Regions from separate parts of the Ovis aries genome. Here region 2 is linked to region 1. The links are chromatin contacts, called in public Hi-C maps. All regions are on one chromosome and are shown on one strand. The core of a region is the stretch at or near the end of the contact, and the rest is flanking DNA. Distances in the headings are between cores, read along the strand shown. Region 1 overlaps EBF1 (EBF transcription factor 1). Region 2 holds the start of EBF1 (EBF transcription factor 1).

Region 1 (7,075 bases), core at 70-2,569:
CTAAGAAAAATGGCTTATGAGGACTTACAAAAAAGACTCTAGGAGCTTTTGGACTGCAGAATGGCTCTTGCAAAACAACATTTGGATGATTTACGTGTAAATGAATCAGAAACATGTGGATTAAATTTCCTTGTGAATACAGATGGGTTTAAAAATTAACGGAAAAAGTGTTTGGCAAAATGCTTTTTTAAAAATTGAATCGAAAATTTCAGGGGGTTGGGGAGGGGAAGCAGAGGCTTGTGGGGCCCACAGCACTCAGAGCCTCACCTGGCCTTCCCGTGTCTACTGAAGGCTTTGGGGCTCTCTTAAAAAAAGCCCATTCTTGCAGACATGAGAGCTGGGAAATTTAGAGGGTCACTTCCTAGATGCAGTCACCACTGACAAGGACATTAATTTAAATTTAGAATTGCCAACAAAAAGAAAGCAATGACTTCCTTTCTCCATCTGACAGGATGCTAAGCCATCGCTGAGAGCCAAAGATGGCTGCCTCTTGCTTCTAATGTAAGCACTGCTCTCATGTCCACCTAGTTCAAAGTTGCCATCCTGAACTCTGCACTTGTCCCTTTATTCCTTATACCCATCAAGTGAAGTGTTCCATGTTGGACAGTACCTAGTTGATATAACGAAACACAGCCCAGAAAAGTTCAGCAGTTTGCACTAGGTCACACAGCTAATTTAGCAGCAGAAGTTAATAGGAGCCTAACTCTATTAGGTCTTCACTAGGAGCTTATCCGGAGAAGGCAATGGCAACCCACTCCAGTACTCTTGCCTGGAAAATCCCATGGATGGAGGAGCCTGGTAGGCTGCAGTCCATGGGGTCGCACAGAGTCAGACACGACTGAAGCGACTTAGCAGCAGCAGCAGCAGGAGCTTATCAGAACTAAGCACTTCATATTGGTTGTTAACATTTAAATTTCCCACAACTCTTAACAGTATCACTGCCCTAGCAAATATACCCCATTCCTAGCCGAGGAGGCAGAGAGGTTCACGGATACAACTCTGGGTGGAAAAGGAAGTGGCAACCCACTCCTGTATTTTCTTGCCAGGAAAATCCCATGGACAGTGGAGCCTGGTGGGCTATAGTCCATGGGGTCGCAGAGTCAGACACAACTGAGCACGCAAGCAAGCAAGCACCTCTGGGGGACTTACTCAGCAAACGGAAAAGTGGAATGTAGGCCTGTGGGATTCCATGCTCTTTTAGTACAACTGTGTGAGGCCTCCCAACAATGCTTTCCAAGATGTTTAATTCTCCTATACAGCTTTCCCTTTGCCTAGGATCTCCTTCAGCTTTCCTAGGCTGAAGTTTTCTAGAGACATGGTCAGACCATTGCAGAAACCTTGACTGCAGCAGAGGTATAGGGGACACCCTCCCTCCTCATCCCCCAGGGAATGACATCTCCTGGAGCTGGCTGCTTCTCACCCCAGGCCTGAGGACTGAAGTGAAGGCACCCAAATCGCCACTCCAGTCCTCAGTGCTCAGCTCTCATGCTAATACAGGACACGGGCAGAGCCATGGTTTTTTGTCGCAATTGCTGGCTGTTGTGGTGGACCAGTTTTTCATTTTATATTTTGGAAGTGAAAGCAAGGGGAAAAAAGAGTGACAAACTGAAAATTCCCACTCTTTTGCAAGTGATGGGGCTCTAACTTTCCCAGCAGTATTCAAACTCTGACTTGCCAGTTATGTCTTAAAATTGAAATCAGATTTGGAGGGACGTTTAGGATCGTCTGTTAAAGACACATACACTCACTGATGACACTACATTCTTAATGAAGTACATGCATATTTTGTAATTAAAAATTCCTTCCAGGGAAGATGAGAAAGCTCATTTGTGGCTAATGTTCAACGAACATAGTGGTAATGTGGGTGTTTTTTCCCCTCATCTTTTTTCTCTTTCAGTAGGAAGTTTGGACACAAAAGCCACTGACTCTTGTCTTCTCTTTCACAGCAATATCTGGCATGATTGTTCCTCCCATGTGAAAGAATTGCCTTGAAGAATTTTATTAATGAAGAGGTTGGATTCTGCTACAGAGAGTAATGTGATACAAGTCCCAGAGTGGAACTTTTAACTCAGGCCTTTTTAAGAGGAATCACAATAACTGCAGATTTTTAAACAAACAATATCGCCGACCTTGCAAATACTGAAATTGGAAGGGATCTGCTAACGCAGGGTGTTGGTTACAGTTGTACCTCCCGCCTCCTTGGGGGGATATATTTATTCTGTGTTGATAAAAGCAAATCCACTTTTTCTTTCTCTCTCTCTTTTTTTTTTAAGCTTAACTCTGCAATCACTTGTCTTTTATAAACCGTAAAGCTGTATACAAGGGACACTATAAATAAGACTCCATGTTTTAATTTATGATGTTTTTAAAGCTGTGTAAAAGGAGAATGAAGTGGTGATATTTACAGAAAAGTTTAAAAAAAAAGAAAAAAAAAAAAAAAGCTTGTATGGGACAGAATAGGAATGCCAGTTAGATTTTTTAGGAAACTAAGGGTCGGCTTCTGCGCCTTAAAGCATATCAAGTGGTAGTTACTCGGACAGTGCATTTCCAGTATCTGACTTAACATGCCACCCTTCAGCAGTGCAAGCTTATTTCTCCCTTTCGTATTGTTGTCTTAAGTAACTGTGTAAATAAATGCAGCCTGGAAAGTTAACCAGTGATGTGAGTGATCACGTTTTCCCCTTCTACTCAAAATCCAGTGCCTCTAGACAGATGTTAAAACTGCATATTTAAACCTGATAGCACTCTCTCTTTTGCTTATGTCAACTTCTTATGAAGCCGATGGCCTCTCGAGAGCTTGGAGGCATACACACTGTGTGAGAATCTCCTTTGAAGACTGCATGGAACAGGGTCAGGCACAGAATTCCAAACTATTCCCTCCAGTTAGTTATCAAGTCAAAATCCCAGTAACATGCCACCATTTACAAGGTTAAAATTTACTCATCCTAAATGCTGACTTCATCCCAGTCCTCCAACACAGCAGATCTTTCAGATTTCCCATTCGAGATAGCGCCTCTATTGGTCGACCCTTACTATTTGTAACATAGTAGATTGAAACAACGGGTTAAGTGCTTTGGAATCAAGAATGAAAGGAAACTGGGAGAAAGGAGAAGAAGGTTGAGACCTCAAAACACAGTTTTCTGTTCGATGGGAATTATTGCTCTCATTATCTGGGAAGTGTTCTTACAATAGAAGGTAATGGTGAAGAGGCAGCAAAGCTCCGAGGATGCATTTGCCTGAGATTTTTTTCTTTGCTGTTGTGTTTTTGTATGTAGTTATAAATACTGTAGATTTTTTGTGATTTTTTGCCAAAGTTGTTGTTCTATTTATACATTTTAATGTCTTAAGATGGTTTTTCAATATCATAAAAAAGATTTTACTGCATATTTTGCAAAGGAAAAAAAAAGCTCACTACCTTTAGCTTGCACATACTTGCAAAATTAATTAAAAGGCTTTTTGTTTTAAAGGGGATTTTGTAAGATATCCATATAAATAATGTATTTATCTTTGGAATTTGTACATTGCTTTCCCCTTCCTCCTTTTCCTCTGACTCCCAGTTTATTTTATTGTGTATGTTTGCTATGTGAAAAGTGCGTATTTGTTTGGTCACCTATAGTTAGCTGTTTCAATGTGATTTTTAAACATTTCATTTATAGTTATTTTTAGTATTGTTTTAAACCATGCTTCATTTTTTTTAAATTTTCACCCAAAAGCCATTGTCTATTTTTGTATTATTTGTAAGTTAAGAAGTTTTCTCCAATTTATGGCAAAAAATAGTAGCGTATTATTCTTGTAGCATTTAGTTCCGTAGATTTAAAAAAATGTATCCTTTGCTTTGGAAGCTTACAGAAGAAAACCCTAATGCTGTTTTACTCTATTAATATGCATGGAACCTCTCCCTTTGGAGTGACGCATTTTGTGCATTAAATTCCAGGGAGAAACTTCATAGAAATCAATGAACATACTTTCTTTCCTAAGTCTGCTTGTATATTTCCTCTGTCTTTCACATAAATATAAACCAGCAGATTGGATGCCTTAACAATGCAAATCATATTCATTTCACTTGTACATTGTAACTGTGCACCAGAACTGTCAGTCATCACTAACATTCTAAGAAAAAAAGAAAAAAAAAGAAAAAAAAAAAACAAAGAAATCGAAAAGCACAAAAGAACTGTTTTGTTACCTTAAGATAATGTAACTTTTTCTAGTAGATCAAGAAAATTTACAACAATGCTGCAACTGTGCATGCCCCCATATGGATTTTGCAATGGTTTTCACTAGACTGTCAGAGTGCGATTTTTATGGGTTGGGACGGGTGGGGGAGGGGTGTTGCGGGAGGGAAGGGAGGGGAAGAAAGCTGATTTTTCTTGGTGAGAAATAATAATGATAAATAATAATAATAAAACTGGAAAATGTAAGCAAAGTGGACACATTGCTTCTCGGTACTCAGAAAGGTTGTCTGAATTTGTGTGGTAAGCGCTGGCCTGAAGATGTGTACAATTTAAAGCCATATTTTGTCTGGTGAGCCCCTTAACTGTTTGTGAAGGACTCCGGGTCAGCCGGTGAGGTGTCCGGCTCAGACCCTGGTGACAGACGCCACCCATTGTCAGCCATTGTAGTGGTTAGAACTTTTCTTGAAAGTCCAAAGAGCCTTTAAAATGTGTATAATTTGTGTTTCATTGCCTCTATTTACACTGATTAGATGAAATGACATTCTGGCCCTCTGACCCTCTCTCTTCTACATGGAACTTTTACAAATAAAAGATGTTCCCCTAAATACAGAATATGGCTTTAAGAAGAAAACAAAAATAGAGAATTCAACTAGGATTTCAGTTTGGGGGGAAAAATACAGCTTCTGGATGACTGGATTGCATAACACACCCTGGCCTCACATTGTACTAGGATGCAGCTTAACGAAGTCATCTCTAAATCTAACCTTTCACCTTCCTATCAGACTTTTGGAATAGACACACACTGTACAGTTCAATCGTTAGAGAACCTAACTACTGTAGAGATTGTTATAATTTTTTTTTTTTTTTTGCAAACATTCAAGCTGTAAAAACTTTTCAACTTTCACAATATTTAATTAAAGTTACTTCTTGTCTGTGATGGCAGCTCCTGGTTGTGTATTCATTTCTCTATTTTGGATGAGCCCAAGTCCAACATAATGTGAAAAGGTCTGTGTGTGCAGTGGCGTGGGGCCAGTGTTATCACCCAGAGAAAAGCAGCAAGAGTCGTCCTGGGACACCCACTTTCCCTCTTTGTCAGTGCATGGGGATTTGCTAATCTGGAATGCAAATTGAACACACACAGCGTACTGCTGCCCTCTGCTGGCAGCAGCTGGACACACAATGCCCATCCTGGTCTGAGCCAAGAGCCCCAACGATTACGCTAGGCAAGCAATGAGATCCCCTGAAGTGACTGAATTATGAATCTAGGCTCTGGCCTCGCTGGAAAGTCATCCTCCATGTTCCAAGTCTGAACCAAGCTCTTTACATACCACTGCTAATTAATCCCAGTGAGCTTTCTGGTCAATTATGTGCCCTGGTTCACTGAGGAGGAGGCATGTGTGAACACAGAACTTTCCATGATCTATAGTTTTAAATCCCATGTGGATAAGACATTTTTCCTGTTGGAAAAAAACAAATTTACCTAGGGTCGAACATTCCACAAACACCCAGTAGGCACCTACTCCTGTAAAACTGTTTCACTTTAATTTCCATCATCATCATAAGTCTCTCCAACCGCACATTCAATGCTCTCCCTACTTTTACAATTACTGGACATGATAAGCTTAATGATGCTTATAAAACGCCTCAAAAACTCAGCAAATAGGCCAACAGAAAGTTGATGACCAGAGCTGCTAGGTCATCCTGCAATGACCATCTGGATCATTCGTGGTGGGCACTGCTGATACACTTTTGCTCTGGAATAGAGCCCAATCTGAGGTGATAAAAGAGTGTAATGAATAAGTTAATAGGCAGAGAAGCCACCATCCTCATCTTAAAAAAGAAATCCATGCTGATTAGTTTGGTCATTCAGTATACATTTCTGGAATTCTGTATCAGGTACAGAAGATAAAAAGGGAACAAGAGTCCCCTGCCCTTAGGCCACTCATAATCTCAGACAAGAGGAATCTATACTTAGAGTAGTTTAGAGTGTTAAGGACAAGACACTCATAATGCTCCATAGAATAAGATGGACATCTACACCTCTACATACTGGCTTCTACTTTCCTTAAGGCCTATTTCTTGGAAGCATTCATTTATTCACATAGACCTTGAGGGTTTCATCTGGCACCAGGTGAGGCCTGGTGGATTCTATAACAAGCATAGCAACACTGATCCTGCCCTCATGGATCTTTATAGTCGAGTGAGGCAAGGAGACATTAACCAGCCATACAAGTCTAACTAACAAACTGATAAGGGCAATGGAAGTCTAGAATGCTCTGAAAGTGTATTACAGTGGGATCTGCTTTTAACCTGAAGGGTTGGCGAAGGTTTCCAGAGAGAGGGACATCTAAGCTGAGATGTGAAGGATGAAGTAAGCGGGTGGGGTGGCACCATTAGCAGAGGGAATGAGAACAGATATAAGGATCTAGGCTTTGGGCATCGACAGGGCCCATTCAGGAGAAGGAAACGGCAACCGACTCCAGTTCATGCCTGGGAAATCCCATGGACAGAGGAGGCTGGTGGGCTACAGTCCACGGGGTCACGAAGAGTTGGACACGACTGAGCATGCACGTGCAGGCACGGCCCATTCAAGAACAGAAAGACTGTGTCTGTAGAGTGCGCAGCTGTGCGAGATGGCACTGAGGAGCCTGGGAAGTTCAGAACAGACTGAGGACCTACTATCCGTTTGGCACCTCACTGGTTTGCTAGGATGCAGTAGGCAAGCCAGTCATAGCCTGTAGGGCCTGAACCAGTGGTCATAAACTCAATGCTCTGTATCTGACCACAGAGACGGTGATGGGAAACCATGAAGTGGGTGAGCTGGGGTGACAAACAGACAAGGAGCGCTCGCTTACTCCAGGCAGTTGTCCCCACGTGGGAATGTAGCCCCAGTGATGCCCATC
Region 2 (7,657 bases), core at 3,152-5,651, 410 kb before region 1:
CTGGGAAAGGTTTATTGAAACCCCGTGCCTCAAGCCCCCCTCCTAGGACCACTAAGCTTCCCACGCCAGAGTCTCAGCAGTGTTATTTGCCTGATTCCTACCTCCTAGTTCTCAGTGGGTGACTTTGTCCCTCTGTCCCTCTGTCCCTCAGTTTCCCTGGCTGTACTGTGCGGTGAAGCATGCTACCAGGGTCTGGAAGTGTCAGCCGGAATGGGTGAACAAACCGGGCTTTCTCTGTAGCCCTAGGGGTAGGAATCAGGGTTCACGGTCTGGGGAAATGGCCCCTTCTCTTTGCCGCTTGCCAGAGCACTGAGAACGAGGAGGAAGGACAGACGGATTTCCACTGAAACCACTGCCTCCTACTCCCATGCATTCCCCTAGGGCAGTGGGTAGAGGTCTTTAGGAGGGCAGGGTCACGTGCGATCAACCCTGCAGGCTTCTGGCTGCGGCTCTGGGGCCAGAGCGGAGTCGTGCACCACTCAGGTCCTCACTTTCCCAGGGTCTCGGGCTCCTACTTACTCCCAACCCTCCCCTCTTTCGGCGGAACCTTGGCCTCTGCGTGCGCGACTGCCGGAGACTCCAGGCTGAGGGTGGACCGCCTTTGGGGCCGGCTGCATGCGGCACGACTTGGTACCTTTGACCTTCGTCACCCCACCTTTCCCAGCATTTAAAGAGGCATCTTTCCCCCGGTTCACTCTGAGTGGGATCAGGCTAGCAGCAAAAGGCAGGGGGCATTACCCTGACAGGCAGCCCCTCCGGGCCGTGCACCTTCATAAGAGGGACTGAATGAGGGAATTTTCAAAGTGACAGGTCCCAAGTCTGGCCTCCTGGGGGCGGCCAAGCAGAGAAGATTCCCTCTTTCCCAGTGATGTCCCCCAAGTCCTAGTTCGGCTGTGTTTATCTTGTCTCTGCCCTTTTGGGGAGCGGGTGTGTTTCTGTTTGCATTCCCCAGAAGTTACTACGGCACTGATGCTCTTTTGGAAATGGAATTGATCTCTCTGTGCCCGGAAGTGTCTGGGGTAGCCAAGAGTGAGAAGGCATCAAAGTTTGGGGTGGGGAGGGGAGCTTGCTCACTGGGTCTGAGTTGCCCCCAGCTCAGGGAGAGCCTGGGGGCTGAGCAGCCTTGTTCACTGTTTGGAGCAACTGAGAGGGAGGATGTAGACCTCTGCCACCCAACCATCCCTTGGAAGAAACTCTGAGGGAAACTCCAGAGGAAATATCAAACCTTGCCAACGGCTCCATCCACATATAAAGTCGATCTGCTGTATATCTTCCTCATGTACATTTTCTTCATCCCTCACTTTCTTTCTCCCTAATTCTGTTGGTCTGGACATGGCCTGGAAAACTGCATTTCTAACAAAATTTCTCCTTCCCCCTTTTGATTAAGCTGATAAGCTGGGTTTGGGGATTGGCCTTATAAATTACCCTAAAGTCATACCACAAATATACTATAAAGCCTGGCAACGCTATACACACAAGTTTGTCTCTTCTCTCCACTGGAGATGTGGCTACAATGTAAAAAGGATGAAGACGGCCTCAGTACATATAGTTACCCTATACACACACGTTTTGCTTTTTGGAGGTGGTGCAAACCTTACGTGAGGAAAGACTGAAAAGCGTTTAAGACATTTTTCAAAGTTTAAACTTGCCAGTGGCTAGTTCAGTATTCACCAGAGGAAAGCTACAAAAAGCTACCAGTCTGCTGGCCTGGGTGTCATTTCCAGTTTTCTATCACCCTCTTTGTCTCTTTTCCACCTTCTCTTTAGCTTCCTTCCTACTTAAACAGTTATTACTGAGTGAGAAAGCACAAGCACACTCAGAAGGAAAGCTCCAGATACACTGTGCTTGATTAAAATAAAACACACTCACCATCCCAGATGAAACCTCTACTACCTCTGTACAAATGAACTTGGTCATATCAACTTTCCTGTCTCCTTTTATTAGTACTTTTTTTCTCCCAAGGCCTGGTAGATGTGGAGGTTGTCTTCCTCTTATGTAGTTCCTGGAGATTCTTGGCTCTCAGGCAGGAACTGGGCTGCCTGAATTTCTCTGGGCCAGTTTCTCTTTTGGATGAGGCAGCTTCAGGCCCCTTCACAAACACATCATTTGCAGAGTGTGTCTAGATTTGCTTGACCCCCCCCCCCCCCCCCCCCCCCCCCCCCCCCCCGCCACCCCAGCTCTAGAAATCCATCTGTTGAGTTACTTCCACTGATCCTGGTCCTCAGGGTGGTGGCTGTGTCTCTCCTTTCTCTGTCACCTTTGGCAGTGATCTGATCCCTCATTGTGTGTTCCTCATTACTGGGGTTTGTACCTCACCAGACTCCACTTGGAGTCCTGAACACCGTTTACTGGAGCATAAAATAGAGATTCAGGAAGTTAAAGAGAGGGATATCTCTGTCTTTTGCCAGTGCTATCTGGGACTCTTGGATGGGAGGGTGGCCTCTGCATCCTGGTCCCCCTTCTTTGAAGGATCCCTTTAGAGAAGGCAGGGCAGGAAAGAAGGCAGAGTGGGCAGAGAGGTCCAGGAAGGGGAAGGGGTTGGCTCTAGATACCCTTTGGGCCTAAACTTGGAGTTTTGAGACGTTTTCAGCAGTCCAGGTTTCAATTATACAGTTAAATACTGTAGAGATGGATGTCCAGCCTTCCATTTTGCCTCTTCACAGATCTATAATCCTTCCAGTGTTTCCACCAACATATCCCTCAGGAACATCTACTTAATGCCTGGTAGAAGGTGTGGGGATCCTGCTGGGTCAAATGGATCTCTTCAAGAGCATCTTGGAGGAAGTGGCATTAGTTATGGTACCAGGGAAAAAGCTCAGCACATTAAGTGGTCCAAGTTAAGTGGTATGAGAGTGGGCAGGCTTTGTGCACAAGAGATAAAGCAGTGTTGAAGACAGTGGCCATGTATCCTCAGGCCTGAAATAGTCTTTCAACTAGTCTGGAAGTGGCTCTCACTTTCCTGCACTGTGAAGAGCACAAACCATAACTTCTGCCTGTCTCCATTCCATTCAACATGGGCATATGTACTTTTCTATCAATGACCCCATGAGCTTCCTAAATCAAAGGGCCAAGAAAGGCAGGCAGAAAGGGGACCTGGATTTCTGGCAGAGAATTTCCCCGAAGGAGCCTTTAGCAGATTTGGCTGCAGTCAGGGAGTTCCTTTGAGAGCAATGAAACAGAAGTTCACCATGTGCTTATTAGAGGTTACAACCTGCTAAAAAATGATGGGGTGCATTACCCAGAAACATCTAGCTATTTCCTTTGCCAGCCACAACCATATATGTTGAAAGATCTGAGGTAGGGGACCATTTCTTCTTCCCTTCCTTCTTCCCTCTTTCCCTCCCTTCATTCCCTCCTTCTCCAGATCTTTCTTTCTGGACAGGTCGCAGAGGCAGAAGTTGGGGGAGGGTTTGTTCAAGCTCCAATTTTAACAGAAAGAACAAGGAAGAGAGAAACCCTACACCAAGTAACTCATCAGAGACGTTGTTTTTGCTTTGGTAGTTACACTAAGGGAAGAATCTATTTGGGGGGCGGAGATGAGAGGGTGGGGATTGAACGCCAGCAAAATTTTAAAACGCAGCCTGGCACATCTACAGTGAGAGCATTCGTTCCACCGTTTACCTATCCATCCCGCAGAATGCGCCAAAGAAGTGAGCACGTGAGGCCAGTGCCTAACGCCGGCTGTCTCCAGGCAAGCGGCCCAGCGAGAAGTGTTTCAGAGACTTGACTAGAGGCAAAGCCCGGTCCACCTCTCTCTGGGGATCCACAGCGCTTCCCTTGCCCCGGCCCAGGGTCCACCCCTCTCTCCCAACGTGGAGGCAGTGCCCTCCGCGAGCTCCCAGCGCCGACCTCGCGCACCCATTTTTCCAACCCACCACCCCCTCCTCAAAGCGAAGAGGTGGGCACCTGGGATGCGCGTCCTGCTTTCTCTGCCCGAGCTCTCCCGTCTCCTCCACTTTTGCCCCCGACGTCCCAGAACAGCGGAGCAGGACACGACCCTGGGAGGGCGAAGCCTGTGCGCCTCGAGCGCGCTCAGAGCGCGGCGAGGATGCTAAGCGGACTGCAATGGCCAGGATGCAGACCCCAGCTCAAATCCCTGAGAAGAATATCCTCCTCCCCTTCCTTCTGTCTCCCTTCTGCCCGGCACTTCCCAGCTCAGCCCCGCTCCTCTGCAGCTCGGACGCGGGTACTCAACGATCCTTCGCTCGCCACTTTGCAAATAACTTTGGCCGGCTCCCCTGCGCCACCCGGTGAGGGATGTTAATGAGGGAGCGTGGCCCTGCGCTGAGAGCCCGGAGGCTCCGGGGCCGCGATTGGCTACGGCGAGGCGGAAGGATGACGTTATGCAAATGAAGGGGCGGGCCCTTGTGGCGCGGGCCCCGCCTCCTCCCTTTGGGGTTAGTGTGCTTGTGTTTAGCTCTGGGGAGAGTCAAACTGGATTCCATAGGGAAAGCCTGCAAATCACTTCTATTTTAGCAAGGAGAAAACAGAATCTCTATCTAGCAGGGTCCACCTCTCTCTCTCTCTCCCTCTCCTCTCCTCTCCTTTCCTCTTTCTGTCTTTCCCTACCCCCTCCCCCTTCCCCCCACCCTACTCTCCCTCTCTGGTGTATCTGTCTACGGCAACCAGCGTCCTCCTCATCTATACACGCTGAAAGGAAAGAAACATCTTTGGTTGGGAGAGAAGGAGGAAAAAAAAAGAGAGAGAGAGAGAGGAAAAACTTGCCTGGTTGTGGAAAATGACACTTGAAGTAGCAAAGCCGGCAGCGCGAGTTGAGTCTATTGTTTCTTAAATTGCCATCAGGGTTTTTTTTTTTTTTTTTTTTTTCTTCCTGCTTCTTCAAGTGAACGGTACCTCTACAAAAGGAAACTCCAGCCCCTCCTGTCCTTCACCGGCCTGTGATCATTACAAAAAAAAAAAAAAAAAAAAGCAAAAAAAAAAAAAAAGCAAAAAAAAGCACCCAAACCAAAAATTAACCAACCAAACAACCCCCAACAGCCAAGCACACATCTCTATTTTTTTTATTTTGGTCTTTTTGTTGGATTTTCCCTTCCTTTTCTCTCTCTCTCTCTCTCTCTCTCTTTTTGGGGGTTATCGCTCAATTTTGAGAGAAGGTTTACATTTTTTTAAAAATTTGCTTTCCAGCCCGCCTTGATCTAGCGCGAGTTCATCGACTCAAAAAAAAAAAAAAAAAATCTCTGGCTGGCGTTTTCTTTGCCTTTTTTTTTTTTTTTTCAAATTTTCAAGGGGGAGGAGATTTTCCACAAGAAAAGGTTGTTTTCATGTTTGGGATTCAGGAAAGCATCCAACGGAGTGGAAGCAGCATGAAGGAAGAGCCGCTGGGCAGCGGCATGAACGCGGTGCGGACGTGGATGCAGGGCGCCGGGGTGCTGGACGCCAACACGGCGGCGCAGAGGTGGGTACCGCTGGGGGACCGCGGCCGGGGAGGCAAGCCGCGAGCAGCAAAGCCGGGCGGCGGTAGCGGCAGTGGCCGCCGCGGGGTCGAGCCGCGCTCTAGCGTCTACGGCTGGGCTCTGCTAGCCTCCGGGGCTCCGCGCTCCCCGGCCGCCAGGTCTTGGTTGCCTGCGGCCGAAGAGCCAGGAGCTGCCTGCGAGGAGCCCACGATTTACCGGCACTTTACCCTGCCTGGTCTGTGACTGTTTTCATTTTGTTTTAAGCCAGAAGAGGCTCTCACCAGCGTGATGTTGGATATCTGTGTTTTTCTGTGATTGCTATTTCTTTTCTGGCCGGCTGTCTTTTCTTTCTTTCCTTTCATTTTTTTCCGCTTTTCTGTCATTTATTTGCCTTTTTTCATTTCTTTGCTTCTTCTTTGCTTTCTCTTCCTCTTTCTTCCTTTCCTTCCTCCTCTTTTTCTTTCTTTTTACCCTTTTCTCTCACTTGAAAACTTTCTTTCCTTCTCCTTCCTTTCCTGCTCCCTCTCTTCCTCCCTTTCTTTTCTTTCTTCCTCCTTTCCTTTCTTCACTTCCTTTCTTTCCCCCTTTCTTCTCCTTCCTTCTTTTCCTTCTTTCCTGCCTCTTCTTTCTTCACTTTCTCCCTCTTTCCTCTTTTCCCCTTCTCTTAACTCCTTTTCTCTTTACATTTCCCCCTAGAATCATCTTATTTCTCCTCTGATGCTCCTTTCCTCTTTGTAGTTTTCAGTTTTTCTTGGTCCACCCGGAGAAGAGCAACTCCTAACTTTAATTCTGACATCTTCTGAAAGTCTTCCCGACAGTCTGTAACTATGGCCCCTTCTAAGCCCCTCTGCCACTCTCAGCTCCTGGGATGCTCGGTTGTATGGCCTGGAGGCACTGCTCCAGGAGACTGACCTGGGGGAACTTTCCCCGGGCACCCTCTGTGCCCTTTCTGGGGACTCCTGGTCCCAACTGAGAAATGGTCCCCCCTTTTTTCAGGCCACCATTTGGGCTTGGGAGAGTGGGAGATATGGTGGCCCAAGACTCTATCCCGCCCAGAAAGAGCGGAAGGGGAAGAAGGAAGATGACTAATTACATCATCCTCATCTTCTCCGGGCTGGGGACAAGTGTCCACAACACTGTTCCCGTCCCCAGTGATAATAAGGATGGGGGTGGTTGGTAGTGAGAGTGAGTTGGGTAACCGGGCTAGAAGCGAAAGTGTGTGTGTTTGTTGTGTGTGGCGCGTGCGTGTGTGCGCGAGCCCTTGTGTCCGGGCAGGTCGAGCTGTCAGTGGCCTCACTGAGCCCCTGGCGCCCCAGGCGCCCCAGGCTCCAACCCCCGGGAGGGCGCGCTCAGCCGTCAGCCCTTGTTCATAGGATTTCTGGAAAGCGTGTGAGGATTTCTGCGAACAGTAAAACTTTGTCAGGACAGGTCTTTAAAAAAATCAATTCCCTTTCCCACAGCGACCACCCCTGACGGCTCTGAGTTCCACCCGCAGGTCCTTTTCCTCCACATGCTTTCCTTGGGGGGGTGGGGGGGACATGCAGCTTCCCGATGCCGGGCATCCGCGGCTGTCCCGGGGGCACATAAGGTTTCCCGGAGGATGGCTGCTGCAGCGAGGAGCTGAGCATATTCCCCTCCATTCTCTCCTGCCCACGGGAGACTCGAGGGGGTGGCGGGAACCAACTCCCATCCCACCCTCTAAGTTGTCAGCGGCCGTCTCTATGCCGCGATCGGGTTCCCCTCAGCCACCGCTTCTTTTCTTACTCCCCTACGCAGCGGAGTCCAGTCGGAATAAATGCGTACAGCGTTTTATCTCTTGTGCAAAACCCAAACAAAACTTTCACACCTCTTCGTCAAATTCCGGGGGCGCGCCGGTTCTCGGCGGGGAGGACGGGACAGTTGCTGGCACTCTGGTCCCATCGCCTGGTGGGCCCGAGGAGCCTGAGGGGGCGTGTAGGGAGCCCACTGGGCGTTTTGGGGGGCAGACAAGGTGGTTGTTTGAGCGTTCGCGCGTGTGTAAGGGGTGACAAGGGGTCGCAGGTTGTTGTCCCGCTTAGCCGTCTAACTCTACGTCTTTGGCCGCAGCGGGGTGGGTCTGGCCCGGGCTCACTTTGAGAAGCAGCCGCCTTCCAATCTGCGGAAATCCAACTTCTTCCACTTCGTCCTGGCCCTCTACGACAGACAGGGCCAGCCCGTGGAGATCGAGAGGACAGCCTTTGTGGGGTTCGTGGAGAAGGAAAAAG

The links. A called contact is a pair of places that touch in the nucleus more often than the background predicts.
Region 2: a Hi-C map of blood shows a contact between it and region 1, with 8 times the contacts expected there. The contact joins the promoter of EBF1 here to the enhancer-like site in region 1. A contact is called at or near these places in 15 of 16 Hi-C or Micro-C datasets (blood, hypothalamus, liver and 7 more).

Annotation. Positions count from the first base shown.
Region 1 is chr5:67,863,790-67,870,864 of ARS-UI_Ramb_v3.0, reverse strand. It overlaps EBF1 (EBF transcription factor 1), which reads left to right. Exons shown (of 16, transcript XM_012178874.5): 16 at 1,947-5,109. The coding sequence ends at 1,978. Among named protein-coding and RNA genes, the nearest start is that of EBF1, 410 kb to the left of the region's middle. Within about 2 kb of position 1,319, at least 2 of the 54 cell types and tissues checked have an H3K27ac peak or open chromatin away from gene starts, as enhancers often do.
Region 2 is chr5:68,272,266-68,279,922 of ARS-UI_Ramb_v3.0, reverse strand. It overlaps EBF1 (EBF transcription factor 1), which reads left to right and starts at 4,401. Exons shown (of 16, transcript XM_012178874.5): 1 at 4,401-5,416; 2 at 7,500-7,656. The coding sequence starts at 5,283. It overlaps LOC121819668 (a long non-coding RNA gene), which reads right to left and starts at 4,227. Exons shown (of 3, transcript XR_009600725.1): 1 at 3,907-4,227.